2 separate regions of the Hordeum vulgare genome follow, and region 1 is linked to region 2. Evidence: chromatin contacts called from public Hi-C data. All regions are on one chromosome and are shown on one strand. The core of a region is the stretch at or near the end of the contact, and the rest is flanking DNA. Distances in the headings are between cores, read along the strand shown. Region 1 holds the start of LOC123452240 (beta-glucosidase BoGH3B-like). Region 2 has its middle 11 kb from the start of LOC123452238.

The links. Hi-C and Micro-C count contacts between places; a contact is called where the count stands out from the background.
Region 1: a contact with region 2 is called in a Hi-C map of leaf, with 2.1 times the contacts expected there. The contact joins the promoter of LOC123452240 here to the enhancer-like site in region 2.

Annotation. Positions count from the first base shown.
Region 1 is chr5H:527,182,710-527,186,524 of MorexV3_pseudomolecules_assembly, reverse strand. LOC123452240 (beta-glucosidase BoGH3B-like) reads right to left here and starts at 2,235. Exons shown (of 6, transcript XM_045128858.1): 1 at 1,525-2,235; 2 at 1,304-1,449; 3 at 974-1,217; 4 at 734-838; 5 at 476-658; 6 at 1-344. The coding sequence starts at 2,046.
Region 2 is chr5H:527,099,461-527,103,333 of MorexV3_pseudomolecules_assembly, reverse strand. No RefSeq gene overlaps it. Among protein-coding and RNA genes, the nearest start is that of LOC123452238, 11 kb to the left of the region's middle. Within about 2 kb of position 1,848, at least 3 of the 3 cell types and tissues checked have open chromatin away from gene starts, as enhancers often do. A contact at or near this core is called in leaf, where this site is marked.

The DNA.
Region 1 (3,815 bases), core at 986-3,485, 83 kb before region 2:
TCCGTGTACGGGTGCTCGCCCACCGCCACGATGGCGTAGGAGAAGCCGCCGTCCTTGACGAACTCCGCGTCGGGGTTCTCGGCGAACACGACGACCGTCGACGGGTCTATGGCCGCCTTCACCGCGTCCAGGATGGTCGTGCCCACGGTGATGCGCCCGGAGTCGCCTTGCCACTTGATCGTCCAGCCGCCGCACTGGTAGCCGAGGTTGTCGGCGTGCCTGCCGGCGACGAGGATCTTGGGCGCCTTCTTGGACAACGGCAGCATTGGCCCATCGCTCGTCTTGCCATTCTTCAGGAGCACCAGCGACTTCCTCACCGCCTCCCTTGCCAAATCCCTGTGCTCCTGCATATACCAAGTAGTAGCACATCATAAATTCAGAATTCAGGAGCTCGAGCAACATTTCTGAATTCGGTAACAAATCATAAATGAACCCAGATTTCAGAATACGGCATCAGAGTTTCATCAGTCAGTACCTGCTTGCCCAGCTGCTCAGCCATGGCGGGATCGGCGTAAGGGTTCTCGAACAGGCCCATGGCGAACTTGACGCGCAGGATCCGGGTGACGGCGTCGTCGATCCTGCTCATCGGGACTACTCCGCTGTTGACGTAGCCAGTCAGGATACTTATGAACTGCGTGTAGTTACTAGGCACCATGATCTGTAACATCACGAGAAACAAAGATCTCAGTAAGCAGCACGGCATTCACAGAGAAGAAAGTTTTGTTTTGCTTACCATGTCAAGGCCGGCAAGAACAGAAGCCTTGACAGAGTAGTGGTAGTCCGACCCTTCAGGGCTCGTGATCTTGTCAATACCCTTCCAATCTGAGATCACGAAGCCCTGCAGTTAAGATGCAACAAAGGCAATGAACATCTGAAGACTAAAAATAAGAATCAAACTGATGAAGAACACTGAATCTGAGCGTGCAAGAACACATCGACTCCTCGAGTGTAATTGTTTTGCACTCTTTTTTACCTGGAATTTGAGCGTGTCTTTGAGGTATCCAGTGACCAGATCTTGGCTGGCGTGCATCTTGACCCCGTTCCAGCTGGAGTAGGAGATCATGACGGTGGAGACGCCCTTGGCGAGAGCGTCGAAGTAGGCCGGCATGTGAATGTTCATCAGGCCCTCGCGGTTGATGATGGTGTTGTCCTCGTTGATGCCGTTTACCGTGCCGCCGTCGCCGACGAAGTGCTTCGCGCAGGCCACCACCTTGTTCCTGCAGTTCCCAAAAGTATTTGAATTGAATTCTACTCCTACATGGTAGTGGCATTTCTTCCAAAGTGTTGATGGACTGGATCTTACTTCCCGGCGACGAAAGGCATGCCGCTGGTGAAGTTCTTGGGGACGTCGCCCTGAAGCCCCGGGATGAGCTCCGTCATGGACTGCACGATCCGGCGGTCCTCGCTGTAGCTCTCGTAGCACCGGCCCCACCTCGGATCTCTGCACACCTGTTCATGATAAGGAAAGCAGCAAGTGAGTGAGTATTCAAAATTCAGAAAATGTTGCTCAGAGATTTTGTTTACCGCGATGCACGGCGCGAAGGCGTACTGGATGCCGGAGGCTCTGACTTCGAGCGCGGTGGCCTCGCCGATCCTCTTCACCAGGTCGGGGTCGCGGGTGGCGCCGAGGCCGACGTTGTGGGGGAAGATGGTGGCGCCGTAGACGTTGTTGTTGCCGTGCACGGCGTCGATGCCGTATATCATCGGGATGCCGAGCCGCGTGGACATGCAGGCCCTCTGGAAGCCGTCCACCATGTCCGCCCACTCCTTGGCCGTCGCGCCCTTCCGCGGCACGCTGCCGCCGCCGCTGAGCAGGCTGCCGATGAAGTTGTCCCTGAGCACCTCCGGCGTGGCGACCAGACGCTCGATCTGCGTCATCTGCCCGATCTTCTCCGCGAGCGTCATCCGCCCCAGGAGGTCGGCGACGCGCGCCTCCACGGGCTGCGCGGCGTCCTTGTACAGCGCGTGGTCGGCCTCAGCGCCGAGCACGGCCCAGAAGAGCAGGAGCGCGGCGAGAACAACGCCGGAGCGGCCGCCGTCTGCCATGTCGGGTGGTGGAGGCAGGACGCGTTCGACGGCGGGAGGAGCCGAGGACGGTGCAACAATTTAAAGAGAAGAGTGGGGAAGGGCAGGTGACGGCGGGAGGAGGAGGAGCCATGGCCGCCGTGCTCGCGCGTGCCGGTCTCCGCGTTCGAGAAATGTGTATTTTTTGGGGGTCAAGTTGCATGAACTATTGACGACTGCGTATCCGTCGGGTCAGATTAGGTTTTCAAACATATCTAGGCACATGCGGGACCCGGCAGCCGCTACTTTGGGCAACCCATGCCGCACAAGCATAGCAGTAATAAACATCAGATATAATAAAATTAGAACCAGGCACTAGAACGAGTCGAAGAGCGCTGCCGCCACCATCCCTCAATCATGAGAGGTGGGCAAATCTTTTTATAGTGTGTTCTTGTTGTCCATTGCTTGAACTGAAAACAGTTAATGCATTTTATTACAAGTGTTACAAATTTACAAGTAGTAATAGAGAGAGTCACTTACACCATAAGTGCTTGAATTTGGCAAGAAAATTCAGTTTGGTTCTAAACTTGCGGCATACAATGAAACGGTGACAGAACTTGGTTTGGACGACCCACTGTCAGGGACAGAAAATGCACGGATGGACGGGCGACCAAGGTTTTTACAAAAAACACCTTAGAAATTTTTTAATCACAAAAAACCCCCTTGATTATTTTCCTTGAAAATACCAGTGAGAAGCACCCCGTTTGTAAAAATTACAAAGGAGGAAACATGTAAATATTACAAAGTAATAATATTTCTCGTAATTCAGTACATGAATATTTACCCGAATGCATGAATACATCCTAAAATTATATGAATATTTTTCTAAAACATTAATAATGCATGATTTCTTTTATAGTTGCGAAAATTATTATAATATGTAAATATTATTTTAACTATAGAAATATTTTTAGAAAATAATTTAATATTTGATAGGATAAGATTGACATTATTTTAAATACAAACCTTTTTTAGAATTATGTGAAAATTATTTTAGATGACAATAGTTTTAGAATTACATGAACATTATTTTAAGTAATATATTTTTTATAATTACATGTCCATTATGTTAAATAAGAATATATTTTTAGAATTACATGAACATTTTCTTAAATCATTTTCTTATAATTAGAAGAACATTATCTTAAATAAGTTAATTTATTTGTATGTATAATATTTTTTATGTATTCTTACAAAATGTTATGAAATGAAATAAAGGTAATAGATAAAAATGGCCCGCGGTGATCGAGGACATTTAAGGCCTATGTGGGTTCTTGTCTATAGGTCATTACGGACAGAACTCCCATTTATACAAAGTGATACGTGGTGTGATGGCTAGCCTTTTCGCACTTGCGTTTAAGGTCGGTTCGAACCTGCGAGTGCTTAATTTTGCGTCCTCATTTTTCTTTGTTGTATTGTGTCCTGGCGGGTGGGGCTCAATTGTCAAAGTCATTTTTTAGGATTATTTAAGGAAAAAATTGAGAGGTTTTTTATGTGAACAAGTAAAATACCAGGGTGTTCTTTGCAAAATATCATGCCACACGCACGTCCTCGCCTTCCAGTCACTTACATTGGGCAAATCTAGCGAGATCCGACAGCGACACACCTCCACACGCTCTCCAATGATGCTAGACGCACCATTGGGGGGCAAGGATAGAGTATGTGGGACATTATTCCAGTGAGTGGCATCGTCGTCGCCACACAACCCCAACAAAGACGTTGGACTTAATAAGAACGAGAACATGATCCCT
Region 2 (3,873 bases), core at 599-3,098:
GAGGCAAGCCAGATGCCCACACAGGAGGAGCCCCCCCCCCCCCCGGGGGGGGGGGGGGGCTCGTCCTGATGTTGTGTGGAGCCCGTAGCCCATGTGTGCCCTCCTCCTTCTGCATGAATCAACGGATCATATCAACGAAAATAGTACACACACTAGACTGCATGAATAGCGCACGCGCTACAGTACCATTGTTATATGCCCTACAATGTTTTCTGATAAGCCACGCGATCTGGGCTGTCTGTTTTCGGTCTAACGGCCATGTTACGGCGTATGACATGCCATGAACATGTCATTGGGTCTTTGTCCAGCTCCAAGTATCACGTCCTAGAAAATAGGTAAAGCGGAAGCAGGAGAAGAAGGGTTACAATTTATTTTTTAAACACAATACTGACGCAAACGTTTATATACATGCGATCTTTATAAAATCACATCATTTTTTATGAGTATCTTCGAAAGACTGATCCGACTAGTTATTTTAAAATTTATGAAGTCATCTTTCCTTATTGAATGTGTATCGTCGAAAATTCTGAAATAAATTTAAAAATAAATACGAGTATCAAAACTTAAATCATGTTGAACTGGTAATACCACAACTCGTCTAACAATTCAGGCACATGCTTTTCTTTTTTGAAATCACCACCAAGCACATGTTAAACGTCGGACATTGCTTCAACCGGCGACGGTAAATTGATACGGGCGGCCGCGCTGCCCACGTCCACGTAGCTGTGCCGCACGTCCGGCGAGGCACGCAACAATGTCCAGGCTTGACACTCCAGAGAGATGTGCCGTACCCGGTAAATATATCTGGCGTGGAACGCTCGTGGCTTAGCGTCGACGCGTCCGCCACGTTACCTCTCTCTCTCTTTCTTTCACCCGTAAACGAAGCGAGGCACTCGTGCTGTCGGGTGCCTGTGCGCAGTGACCCGCCGGTTCGCACACGTCAAAGCAAAGTAAATAAATAATTGATCTTGGCGCGGCGTAGACGCGGTGCCCTGCTCGGTCGGAAACCTCGCACAGCTCTGGTACGTGAACGTGAGAACCCTCCGGCCCCTGTGATTCTGGCCGGCTTTTGTGTTCCTAGCCTTTCCGGCTCTGCTTTGGGCTGGGCAACGCGCTCGTGGGGCACGTGAGCGCTCGTGCCGTGTGTCTGGCCTGAGTAACAAGATTTTCAGCTCTCTCTTTTTTACCGTGCCGTACGCATCGACCAGAGCATCGGGAGAAGATGGGGGCATCCGCGTAGGGCAGAGCGCGTCGCGCTGGCGATTGTCTCGGCCGGGTGACCCGACGTGGGCGACGGATACCGGCCATTGTGGCGTGGCGTGCAGTGCAGGGCCGTGCTTGGATCCATCGATCTGGTCCGACGGGAGCGTAGGGACCTGCCACCACGCCGTTTCCCTTGGACGGACGTGGCCTCCTGCTGTTGGATAGCAATCAACCAGTTGCGTGAACCAACTCGTGGTTGGATGATTAGGAGGACTATGATATCCCCTTGTCATCAGAGTTTAAATTTCAGACTTTACGTTGCTGTTTGCATTTTTCTGAATTTATCTCAGTTCTTTCGACGATGTGTTTTTAGTGGGAGGAGACGTTCCCGTCGATAACGAGGCATCAGTGGTGAATTCGTCAATCTCAAGATGATGTGTCGGCTTACTCTCTTAAAGTTATTCATAGGGATAGAAAATGCGTGCGTGCGTTCATAGAGATGAGTGTACGCTCGTGTATGTGAATGACTTTGCTTGCACTCTGCTTAAAAAATAAATAAAAAGCAATCAAGCAGATAGCAACGTTACGTGGTCGGGTCGACCTCGCGTTGGACGCATGCATGATGGAAAGAGATGGGTGGTGGTGCATAGCATAGAACCTGGAACGATGACTACCGGCTTTATGGGACTTGGTGGATTGATTTGTGACCGATCCACATCGACACGACGCCTTGCCGTCGTACGTACGTACCGCATTAATAGCAGCCACACACGGCTCATGCATGCATGCATGCATTGGCCGAGTGTTATGTTATTTCCCTCAAGGTGCGTAGGTACGTACGTGCACGCATCCTCCTTGATCGATCGCCGTTCACCAGTGCGAAGGAGATGGCTGGAGCCTAGCTGCCTAGGTCGCGTACATGTATGGGCGATCGTTGCATGTGCACCCGGGACAACCGTGCATGCATGGCAGCAAAAACGGAACAGGTGGACAAGTGCGCACGTATTAACACTGCGACGCGTTGCCGCCTCTACTACTCCCTCCGTTCTTAAATATAAATCTTTTAAACGATTTCACTAAGGATCTACATACGAAACAAAATGATTGAATGTATGCTCTAAAGTATGTCTATCTACATTCGTATGTAGTATAATAGTGAAACCTTTAAAAAAAACTTATATTTAGAAACGGAGGGAATAGTAGTTATCGTAACTGCTCAAAACCAATTCGATTCTGAATCGAAAACCGCGTCATCCTATAGGCACATCACATCAACCATCCTGCTCACACACACATAGGTTGCTTCGAAGGCTAATACGTGTAGATTGATCACCTTTTGTTCTTTTACGGGCATGTCCACCTCGAACCATGGCGCCACGTACTCCCATCCGGATCAGGGCCAAAAGATTTTAGGTGACCAACGTTTCCGGCGAGACGTCGACGCTTTCTTGTCATTTCTAGCACGGTCGTACCCTGTTCTTGCACGTAAAAGGCAGGTGCGTGAGTAGGACAACGTAGAATTGCTATTGTACTGCCACAAGTAAACGAGTAATATCGCGCGGCCGTACGTGTGAGTCGTGACACCCGGCGCACGCACCGGCGTTATCGTCATCCAAGCCGGCCGACTTGCTTCGACTTGGTGCTGATCCGGAACGGGCTGACCGGGAAACACGCCGACACGTGCTTGGTGAGATGTTTTTACCTTCAATCAGCCATGTGAATTTTATAATACACGATGATATTTGTATGGTGGCTGATTTTTTTTCTCTCCTATGTGTTCATTTCCCCCCTTTTTGTTCATTTTTCTTTGACTAGCAAAAGGCCCATGCGTTACAACGGGAGAAAGAAATACCACACGGCACACGCTCTTAATTTATAAAAAATGTCTATAATTTAAGAATTTATAGTTACGATACAAATAAAGATGGTCTTATCCTACAAAAATGCAGTTTAAAATTTCACAGGTCTTCTATTTTAACACGGCTTGCATGTAGATTTAATACGTACAAAGAATCAGTCAAGTGACCTTCAGTTTCATCTCTAATCCTGATTTTATTGACGTGTTCATTCCCAACCCGGATGAGTACCGGTATGAAAGAAAGACGAATAATGACTTATTAATTAAGATTGCACCCTAGATAGTATTTTTATTAAACGTTTAACAGATAAAATAATATCATATTTAAATTCTACATATTTTTCTAATCAAATTCCATGTATAATATGTTAAATTTGAAGTTGCGGTTTAAAAGATATGAGTATTTAAAAAAATACTTAATATATACTACAAGTTTAATGTCATAAACAGTAAGGGCTTTTTGTAAAATCACCTCTGTAGGTTTTTCGACGGAAGCAATAGCCTCTTTATTATTAGGTAAAGATTTTGTGTGTGTTTCACATACACAAAATTTCAAATAATGAATGATGAATTCTTTTATAATACACAATGAGAAAATTTAAACATGGGATGGACATTTTTCTACTCTCTCCATTTCTAAATATAAGTTATTTTAGATATTTTACTAGAGACTACATACAAAACAAAGTGAATAAATCTCTAGAAATATTTTTCTACTCCCTCCTTTTCTAAATATAAGTCATTTTACAGATTTTAGTAGAGGCCACATCCATATGTAGTCTAAATTAAAATTTCTAAAAAAACACAAATTT